3 separate regions of the Zea mays genome follow, and regions 1 and 3 are each linked to region 2. The links are chromatin contacts, called in public Hi-C maps. All regions are on one chromosome and are shown on one strand. The core of a region is the stretch at or near the end of the contact, and the rest is flanking DNA. Distances in the headings are between cores, read along the strand shown. Region 1 has its middle 4.3 kb from the start of LOC100193809. Region 2 holds the start of LOC103651202. Region 3 holds the start of LOC100279881 (Dolichyl-diphosphooligosaccharide--protein glycosyltransferase subunit STT3A).

What was found. Hi-C and Micro-C count contacts between places; a contact is called where the count stands out from the background.
Region 1: a contact with region 2 is called in a Hi-C map of tassel, with 6 times the contacts expected there. The contact joins the enhancer-like site here to the promoter of LOC103651202 in region 2. A contact is called at or near these places in 3 of 25 Hi-C or Micro-C datasets (ear, leaf and tassel).
Region 3: a Hi-C map of tassel shows a contact between it and region 2, with 2.1 times the contacts expected there. The contact joins the promoter of LOC100279881 here to the promoter of LOC103651202 in region 2. A contact is called at or near these places in 2 of 25 Hi-C or Micro-C datasets (ear and tassel).

Annotation. Positions count from the first base shown.
Region 1 is chr3:202,466,500-202,469,865 of Zm-B73-REFERENCE-NAM-5.0, reverse strand. No RefSeq gene overlaps it. Among protein-coding and RNA genes, the nearest start is that of LOC100193809, 4.3 kb to the left of the region's middle. Within about 2 kb of position 1,830, at least 20 of the 20 cell types and tissues checked have an H3K27ac peak or open chromatin away from gene starts, as enhancers often do. A contact at or near this core is called in ear, leaf and tassel, where this site is marked.
Region 2 is chr3:202,300,106-202,303,487 of Zm-B73-REFERENCE-NAM-5.0, reverse strand. It overlaps LOC103651202, which reads right to left and starts at 1,635. Exons shown (of 5, transcript XM_020551014.2): 1 at 1,284-1,635; 2 at 432-1,058; 3 at 176-337; 4 at 1-92. The coding sequence starts at 1,463.
Region 3 is chr3:202,096,868-202,100,241 of Zm-B73-REFERENCE-NAM-5.0, reverse strand. LOC100279881 (Dolichyl-diphosphooligosaccharide--protein glycosyltransferase subunit STT3A) reads right to left here and starts at 1,458. Exons shown (of 21, transcript NM_001152834.1): 1 at 1,224-1,458; 2 at 1,052-1,114; 3 at 494-549; 4 at 348-419; 5 at 153-258; 6 at 22-72. The coding sequence starts at 1,355.

The sequences.
Region 1 (3,366 bases), core at 581-3,080, 170 kb before region 2:
GCGCTCTTGAATCTTGATGTACAAATCACCACGTGAGCCCAGCGTGACTGGTGGAAGCTAGGAGTAAAAAATGCAGTGCTGGTTTGGCGCACAATTACACGGCGAAAGGAACATGTAATGTATTATAGGAAAATTCACTGCTGGTTTGGCGCCCAATTACGGCGAAAGGAACATGTAGTGTATTATAGGGTAAATCATTATCTTCACGAATTAACATCACTTTCGAGTAGATTAGGTTGCAAAAAAGCTGCATACTGTATAATTGTGGGTGCACTTTTAGCTTTTGCCCGAGGAATTTTTTTTTCCAATCACTCAATGTCTCAGGAAGTCAGGATAAGTCTCTGGTCATCCCTTAATGCTAAAGAAGTCACGGGGGCGAATTAAGATATCATTTTTTTCATCAGGTTACAAGATGAAACCATGGTACTAGACTTTTGTCCACCATAGTGGTGATCGATTAATCACCGTACCAGTGTTTCAGATGAAACCAAGGCACTAGACTTTTGTCCACCACAGCATCTTATTAGACTTCAGGCCTCTAGCAGCAATTGGAGTAAATTAGGCTATGTAGGCAATACTGTAGGTACGACTGTACGGTAGATATAGAGGATCACATTTAGAAGTTATTGCTGAAGATAAAAGTACATAAAGAACATAATATTTTAGATGATACTATAAGGAATAGAGAATATTTTTTTAGCAGACGAAATTTAGAAGATATTACTGGACACAGTCTAAATATGCTATGATGCAGGCTATGCGCCCTGCCTCATGGAAGTACGTATTGCGTTCTGGCGAGGCCCGCAAGGTCCATCCACGTCGCAGGCCAGCCATATGGCCCATACAATTAAAGCTAAGCCTATCGAATTTGTATCCAGGCCCACAGGTCACTGCTGCTGTTTCGGGAGGCCTGCCCAAAGCCCGGACAGTCACATCGGCCCAACGCCCCACCAAAACGCTTGGCAAGGATCCGCCAAGCTAGGCAAGGATATTAAGAGCAACTCCAAAAAAAAAAGATATAAACTTATCCTAAAATTTGTTGGCGAAAACTTTTTAGCATCTTTTTAGAGTTGTTCTAATAGGATTATAGAAGGACTACTCGCAATCTAGAAGTACAAGAACAACGATGGTCAGTGGGCCACAACAACGTGGATCTACCTTCATCTTCTAATAACTCGCCAAATAATCTCTATTCTCTAGCCATCGGTATCTTCTTCCATTTCAGAAAACCATCGTTCTGGGTGTCGGCGCCATCCCTTGACTAGCACGAACAACTCTGCACCAAATTTCGTGACAGGCCTCTTCTGAAACCCATAGCCATATGCAGGTAAACTATCGTTTAGTGTTTCCAGGCCAATGCATGAATCGGTGCAGAACGGCTCTCCATTCGCGTTTTTTCCCCCAGCTCTGTTGTACTGTAGTACCTTGGTGGCGTCGGAAACCGCTCCCGGCTGCTTTGCTTGCCCAGCTGGTCGTCCTCGCCAACTGCGGCCACCAATCGCGCCGGCGCCCACAGGCCACGTTCCACGGCTCGGCAGACGCGCCTCTCGTCTCGTCCCGTCTCCCGCAATACCAATCACGCCCTGCCACTCTGCGCCGCGTGTTCCTCAAACGCGGCAGGCAGGCATCCCGCTATCGTCGTTGCGTGCGTCCATGTGCGCGCGCGGCGCCCTGGCCAGTTCTGCTCTCTCGGGCTAGGGTTTTAGCCGCTACTAGCCTTTTTTTTCCACGAAAACAAAAAAAAGAGAGAGAAATCCACGTCAGAGCCGCGACTCGCGAACGCAAAGCCCGGCCGCGTCGCACTCGCACTCGCAGAGGCACGGTCGTCCGGCCAGTGGCCATCGGTGGGCCAATCGGCCATCAATTCCGCCCAGGCCACGGACTGTCGGCGGAGGCCGGAGTACACGTTCCGCGTGCCGCTCCTGTGATTCCGGGCAGCGACAAGTCCGGCCGAAAAATCAGATCCCGGTGGACGGCGGTGGTTGCTTTCCCTCTGCGCTTTCTAATTCTTTTGACGGTGTCCCCACTTCTCTTCGATTGGAAGACGAGGCCCCAAGTGACAGATGGTTGTCGGTCATCTAACCTCGCAGTTGCAGGATTAATAACCCCCAGCCTGGCTGCAGCCATGACCTAAATATCCAACCAAGTTCAGATCGCCAGGCAGCACACCACGTGCTCCCTTTCCACTCGTGCTGTTGAGTTGATCGCAAGGAACGAACACGAGACCGGATCGGGCTTCGACTCCCGGTCGCCTCGATAAGCCCCAGGTGAACGAACAGAAGCCGAAAACTCCAGCGAAAAGCCGAAAACCCCTGGGTCAAAACCTAACCCATGAAACTTGGCAACCGCGCGTTGGTTTGGTAATTAAGCCGGCGTAACTGGGCCTTTTTCGGCTGCCTGTACACAGCGATCCTGACCTTATAGATGTCCATCTGGGTTGGGCCCACCGGGTGGCCCGCAACACGGCACGAAAATAGCCCGGCCCAGCACCGGCATGGCCCGGTTTCAAACGTGCCTGGGCCAGCCCGGCCCGTTCGCCGTGTCGGGCTGAGCCAAGGATTTCAGCCCGTCGGGTTTAGCCCGACCCGGCCCGTCTAAGGGGGAGGCACGTGGCGGCCCGGTAATATTAACCGGCCTCGCGCGGCGCGTCCCACTCCCAGGCTCCCAGACCCACCCCGCCTCTCGCCCTCGCATTTACGCTCTCAGTCTCAGACTCTCCGCCTCTCGCCCTCGCATCGACGACTCCGCCCGAACCCTAATCTCCTCTCCCCTCTCGGATCTGCGGATCGCCGCCGTCCGCCGGTGTCTCCTCTGTCCTCTGTGCTTGGACTCAGTTGCCCGCCGGCCGCCCCCGCCGTGCTTGGACATCTATACTTACCTTCCTCTCCCGGTCCTCTCCGGTGTTCCTAACCCTAATCCCCTCCGGTGTTCCTCGCTCCACGGATCTCAGCCATCGTCTGTCGTCTCCGGTGCTCCGACTGCACAAGGTGAGTTCCTCGGGCCCTACTCCTTTCCTTTCCCTATTCTATGATTCTGTCGGTGTGTTCATCGGGCCCTACTCCTAACCCTAATTCTTCCGGTGTGTTCGTGTTCCTCAACGTAGGTATCTGTGAAATCCGGTGCTATGTAGTCATTGAGGAGTCGGAGACGTGTGCGGTGTGCGCGAGGTCGACTGGTCGAGGACTCGAGGACTCCAGCTGTGCTCCTCGTGCTTGTTGTCGAGGTCAAGCTCTCAAGGCTATGGATCTTGACCCGGCTGCAGAGGCGGAGGAGCGACAGCTTGAGGACCACAATGAGGCGATGGATGCTAGACAAGCCTTAATGGGTGTTGGTGTCACTCATTTAGATCCTATTGAGCTCGAGGAT
Region 2 (3,382 bases), core at 386-2,885:
AAATTCTTGATACGAGGAACATATATGTTGAAAACGGCAGAAGCAGGCCGTTCTGGAGCAATGACGTAACACGTTTCTGAACGGCTACAAAACTGTATAAAAGCAAATAGATCAGTTAGCAGTGATAATATTTTAACATATGCATAACAGGACAAAAAAATTGTTTGTGTCTAACCTCTGCATATCCGAATGGTTCACCAGTTTTACGGGGGGGGGGGGGGCGTCTGTCACCCCGAGCCAACTGTCTTATGGTCTCATTGTCAAAAAACTTAATGCGTGGAGTACCATATTTGTTATCCGGAGCAGCAGGGTGATGTAGGTGATCAAGATAGTAAATCTGTAAAAAAGGAATGCACAAATATATAAAATTAGTACATAACAAATATTTGCATACCATGTATATGCACAGTTAACAAGATAAAATTACTTACTAAAACAATGAGTGAGCATCCATATATTGTTGCTGTGATGTTAGTTTTGTTCCTTTTATGCCAACGTGCGGCAGCATCGCACAAATCCGTGTAAACTAGTTGACACCAGTCAATATCAGCCATTCGGGCCATGTTTGAAGTCATGAGCACCTCATTGTTTGTAATGCCCCAAGATGCAGAAGGAAACAGAAGTCGATTGAATAGAATGAGAAAAAAACATCTAATTGATAGCTCATCATCGTTGCCAAGCACTATCTTATCTTGAAGCTTGACAACATCAAATTCTTCTTTACAGACATTGAGATGACGTCTCAGATTAGCAGCAGCATCGATTTCACCGTACCAATCAGTAAACTCTCTACCTCCTCCGGCACATGGCAACCCCAAAATGAGATGAACCGTATCTTTTGTTATCTTAAGTTCTTTGCCAGCCCCTGGGCGTATGGTCATGTCATTTGGATCTAATTTGTCCATCAACCACCTGATAAGTGATCTGCTCTCCAATGCATCAGTTCGCAAATCAAATATGCTAGAAAATCCCAACCTAGCGACGGCATCACGCTGCCGATCGCTCATTATCCATGATGATACAATAACATCCAAGGGAATGCATCGGATATTCAATTTCTGGAAGCATAAATGAATATTCATTAATACAGAAAGTATATATATAGGTAGAACTAATGATACTATATTTATTACAGGCTTGTAAATAACTAGTCTAAAACACTAAAAAAAGTAAACACCATATTTGTTGATAATAATATGCATAAATGTAAAGTGGGGGAAAATTCAACATTGATTGGGCACCATGATTAACACATGAATAAACATAATATATATACATATTACCTGTGATTTGACAGGAGACTTCTTTTTAGGAGAGTTTTTTTTGGCAATGATATTATACTTTGGGCTTCTTTTCACGGTCGGAACTTGAGGAGAAGGTACTTTTAACTTCTTTGAGCTGATTTGATCTGGAGGAGAAGGTGATGCAGATCTGAATTGACGCTTTAACGATGGAGCATCCATGAAGTCGTCGTCAGAGAGAGCGGCTGGAGCAGGAGGTTGTCTTTTTAAACGACAAGCTAAAGCCTTTCTGCGAACACGATGGATTGGGGCTGGCTGAGGCTCATTCTGTTCCTGATTTTGAGGAATATCACCTTGGTGAGCTGAGCTGCTGGATCTTGTACGTCTGGAAATGTCAATTGAAAAACCTCCTGACTGGATTCAATAGTTAATCTTTTTGGATTACTGGGCGGGCGATCAACAGACTTCATGACTAAATAATAAATAAATCTGTAGAAAAAGGAAGTTGTTTTTAAATACTTTGATTTATGCAAGAATATATGCCAGAAAAAAACTAATTTTTACTATAACTATCTGAAATGCGTACTATATAGTGCTAAATGGAATTACATGACTTAAACTACCTTTTACATTTAGCTAAAATAAAAGCCTTTATGCATCAACTAACTATACAACATATTTTAATAACTGGTTCGTAGTAATAAAAACATTTAGCTCAAATAACATGAATATGTAAATAACATTTGCTTAAATAACAGTATCTGTATGTATTTATATATAATTAATAGGCGTGTAAACTAATTATGCAAGTAAATATAACAATTCAAATATGCTTAATACCTGTTCACAAACTTGTGTATGAATGAGCATACACATTACTGCCAATATGCATATGTATCAAATCCAATGGGTATATTTTATATATAATAAAACAGATGTGTACACAAAATTATTTAATTGAATGGGCATAAAAAGTAATGAGGATATGCATATAAATGATATACAATAAGCATATCATTTATAATAAAACAAATGTTTAAACAAATGTATGTGAAACAAATCGTTGGAGTAAATGTGCATAAAGAATACTGACTATATGCATGTATAATAAAACAAATGTTTAAACAAATGACTCAAGTGATTGTGCATAAACAGTACTGAGGATATGCATATATATCAAATACAAATAAGCATATTTGATAATAAAATATATGTGAAACAAATCATTAAAGTAAATGTGCATAAAGAGTACTGACTATATGCATATATAATAAACCAAATGTGTAAACAAATGAATCAGGTGAATGTGCATAAACAGAACTGAAGATATGCATAAATATTACATACAAACAGCATATATATATTACTTGGGTTGTATAAAAGTACTATCTGCTAACTAATCAGTAAATACCTAATCCACAGCCTTTGCCTAAATACAGAATGTCGGGCGATAGTAGGAATACAGAATAAATACACATACCCTAATATCGGGGCTCCTAAACATAAAACAGATGCAATGCGCGATGAAATTACCCGATTATAGTGATGTATAAGCGGATACAAATCACACATTTAGCTGGATAATAAGGGTTACCATCAAATCCACTTCAAAATCGACAGATAGGGCTCAAAAACTCGACGGCAAACTCGGGGTATTTCAATCTGGGATTACCTGGAACTTCTTGAATCGGCTCCAATGCTGGGAGATTGAAGGATGTAAGGAGTAATGGAATGGCGCTGGATTGGAGCGGCGGAGGATTGGCGCTGCGCTGGTTTGGAGACGCTGAAATCGCCAGGGGAGTCGCCTCCCACGAAAGGAAACTCTGCGCGGCTGGGGTTTTCTTCAAATGGCCGCTGGTTTATCTCCGTTGAATGCGCGAGTACGGTTTTAGAAACAGGAAACGTGGGAGAGGTGGCTGGTTCACGGGGGTAACGGCGCCGTGACTGTGCCCAGTTGACTCGGTGTGGTTCAACCAAAATGCCCATGTTGACTAGCCTGGGCTTCCTTTATTATTGGAAGCCCAGGGCTCTTAATATATAAACTATATATATATATATATATATATATATATATATATATATATATATATATATATATATATATATATATATATATATATATATATATATATATATATATA
Region 3 (3,374 bases), core at 209-2,708, 200 kb after region 2:
CATAGTCAATATAACAATTACCATTGCTAGAATAGTTGCTGCCATCAAACCAGCACCGGGGCCCTTTGTTTCCTAGAGACACAATAGTGAGATTACTAAAGAACTTTAGTAATCCAGTGTAAGTGCATGGGTTTTTAATATAAAAAAACAACCTTGGTTAATAGGTAAGTTGCCCAGGACGCATTGACTGAGAAAACTGGAGCAGTGAATACACAGACAGTCTCCACCGACAATGGGATGTTAAGGGAATTCAACAACCTATGCCAACCAAACAATTCAGTCATGCTAACAGTAGTTCAAATCTACCAATGAAGCATTTCTAATAGTATGCATTGGCAGTCACATACCACCATATTGTACCAGCAGTAAGTGTCAAACCAGGATAGACAGTGCCACCAATAACACGCCCAAGAGGATACCTAAAAGCAGGTGACAGTGAGCATAGAAATAACTGGAAAACAAGGATAGATTCAAGTGTTCTTGGAAATGTTACCATGTTCGGTCATCAAACCAGTTCCAGAATTCATATATGCCATTCTTTGACAAGAACTGAGACAAGGGGGAAATTACAATGAATCAAAATTTAAGTGCATGTGCACAACTGCTTTTGAAACATTAAGACACACTAGTAAAACATTTGTGCACAAATCCAAGCAGCAAATGTACATTGGAAAACATTCCTGCCATTTTATTCACCCAAATGTTGGGACCATTCAATACACCCACATGTCACCTGAGACTATACAACAGTGTATATTACAATAGACAATTTGCAAAGAAGTCTAGGGATGCAAGTGGTACCCAGATTTTTCCTGGTCAGCTAACTAATTAAATACAGTGGCAATGCCATTTTCAAATTAATTGCATACCAAGTTTTGTGTCGACCTAGTGACCCAAAAGAAATGGAGCTCGCATGTCTACTGAAGTCCCTAACCCCATAACTCGTTGAAGAGAACATGACTCCTAAGCGAACTCAACACCTGAATCCTGATGCATCCCAATAAGACAATAACAGGCTGTGGACAAACACAGAGGCACCACGGGAAAAAACCTGGGTAACGCGGTAATTGAAGTAGGGATCGAACTCGTGGATGACGCTTTCGTATTTGATCACCTGCGGCACATCAACGGACCAGTAAGACAGGCATGGGCCCGGGCAAACCATGTTGGGATTCCCAATTCCCAAAAGGATTTAAAAATGGTGGGGTTCGGATAGATCTTACGGAGAATAGTCGGATGGAGAAGGCGAGGACGCCGATGAGAAGGAGGGTGAAGATGCACAGCACTCCGCCGAAGGCGTTGCGGAGGCGATCTACGCTTCCGCTTGACGCCACAGAGGACTGGGGCTCCGGCATTGCTGCTGAGAAGAAGAGTTTTGGGTCAGAGGAAGACGGGGAAGGCCGGCGGCCGGGAGGCGGAGGTTTATCGAATTTTTTCGTGTTTGGCGTTTGCACTTTGGAGTATTGGACAGGGAAAAGAGTCGGCGGGTCCTACGCTCGGGCAGTCGGACACACCGCGAGCGCAGCATCGACCACCTAGCATCGTCCGCCGCGAGGAGATTGTACAATTTGTTTTTGCCGGCAGTTTTTTTTTTCTGATCCCTGGGAGAAATTTGGGATTCTGTCATCATTCTGCCATTGTTTTGAGGGACTTCACTCTAATGTCATTATAAAACATGTCGCCCACCTTAAAATGTCATTGGTCGTTTAATAAACAAAAAAAAAAGATTCAACTGAGTTAGAGGAGACGAGCTGCCGGATTTACCCCTGCCTCGTCCTGACAATTTCTCCTGCAGCAAGAGCGAGCAGCTATGGGCCGCCTATAGCGCCGGTCAATCCCCACTCCACGTCTCCATCGACGGCGCGTACCCGGTGGTCTACATCACCTTCTCGCTCCTCAACATGCCGGAGCAGCTCAACATGACTCCATCGTCGCCGTCGTGCACCACATCGCTGGCTGGACCCCCTGTCCTCCGACCACCGCGGCGCGTGCGGCAACGAGCTGTGTGCGCGTCTGGCTGCATCGTCGAGGAGTTACAGATGGAGCAGTCCGTGCAGCCGTACCTCTTTGCGTTCGCTGCCGGAAAAAATTGATGGCAGAATAAATTTCAGAATGGAAAGGGTACTGTTCACTGTTAGATCTTTTATAGGTTTGACCCATTTATTGAATAAACTCTAAGGTGTGTAATGGTGGAGAATACAAATAGTACCACATTGGAAGTCCAAGGGTCTTTTGGCTTGACTTATATGGTGGGATTTATTTCACTTAACTTGAGAAGTTAAGAAAGGGACAAGGGCGTGTCGCGCGCGCGTCGCCGCCGGCCGGGCGGGGCGTGGTGTGGTGTGGCACCTGTCTCTTCGTCAGCCAGCCGAGTGACCCTTCTCCTTCAGCTGACCGACTCATGACGTGACTCGGCGAGTGCTGGCCGACTCATGGCATGACTCGGTGACCTTTCTCCTTCAACTTCCCTCTACAAGAGGTTAAATAGAGGGAGCACCACTGTCACTCGGTACAAGCGAAAAACCACTTTCAGAATCACAGTCCAGCCGCCGAGTGAGGGTATTTCCATCTCGTGACTCTGCGCGCACAGAGAAGCGAGAGGGCAGGTGCCTCCGGAGCCCTTGCCGTTCGAGACCTTGCACGAGGGATCGGCAATTAGGTTTTTGGGGAGCGTCTACGCGACTGCCCAAAACATCTCCAACATGACAAAAGAAGCTGGCCAAGGATCTGGATTATCAGAGCGCATGGGAAGGTATGATCAGTTTATTTACTTACTGTTTTGCGTTCTGGAGATTATATATGTCTCATATATTCATCTATGTTGTTTCATATGTAGAAATGATTTTATCTTATCTGTTCTGCCTTATTATAATATGATAGATCTGTCTGTTTTAATTTTACAGACATGATGTTCATGTTTCTATCTGTTTATTTTCAATTGTTCAGTCAGATTACATGTTTATCGTATTTATATGATTTATATAATTCATATGCTTTATGTTCTCATGATCCATATTGTTATGGATATATTTGATGTCATGGTTAATTATATTTCATATGTCATCATCATAATACTAATTTATGGAATTAAAATGATACGGAAAATGTCTATAATTCTAACAATCCAAAAACCTAATTTTAGGCATTTTTCTGTCAGAGGTTTTGCTGCTGTGCTAAAGCCTGATCCTTTTGATGGTAAAAACTTCTTGATATGGAAAGCTAAAATGGAATTGTGGCTAACTGCAATGTCTTGTTTTCATGCCGCTGAGGGCAAGCCTGCCAACTTACCTCCTGAGGATGAGGCTAAGTTTAAGGCTGAAGACAACCTCTTTCGAGGAGCAGTAATTAGCGCACTGGATACAAAATTCCAGAAA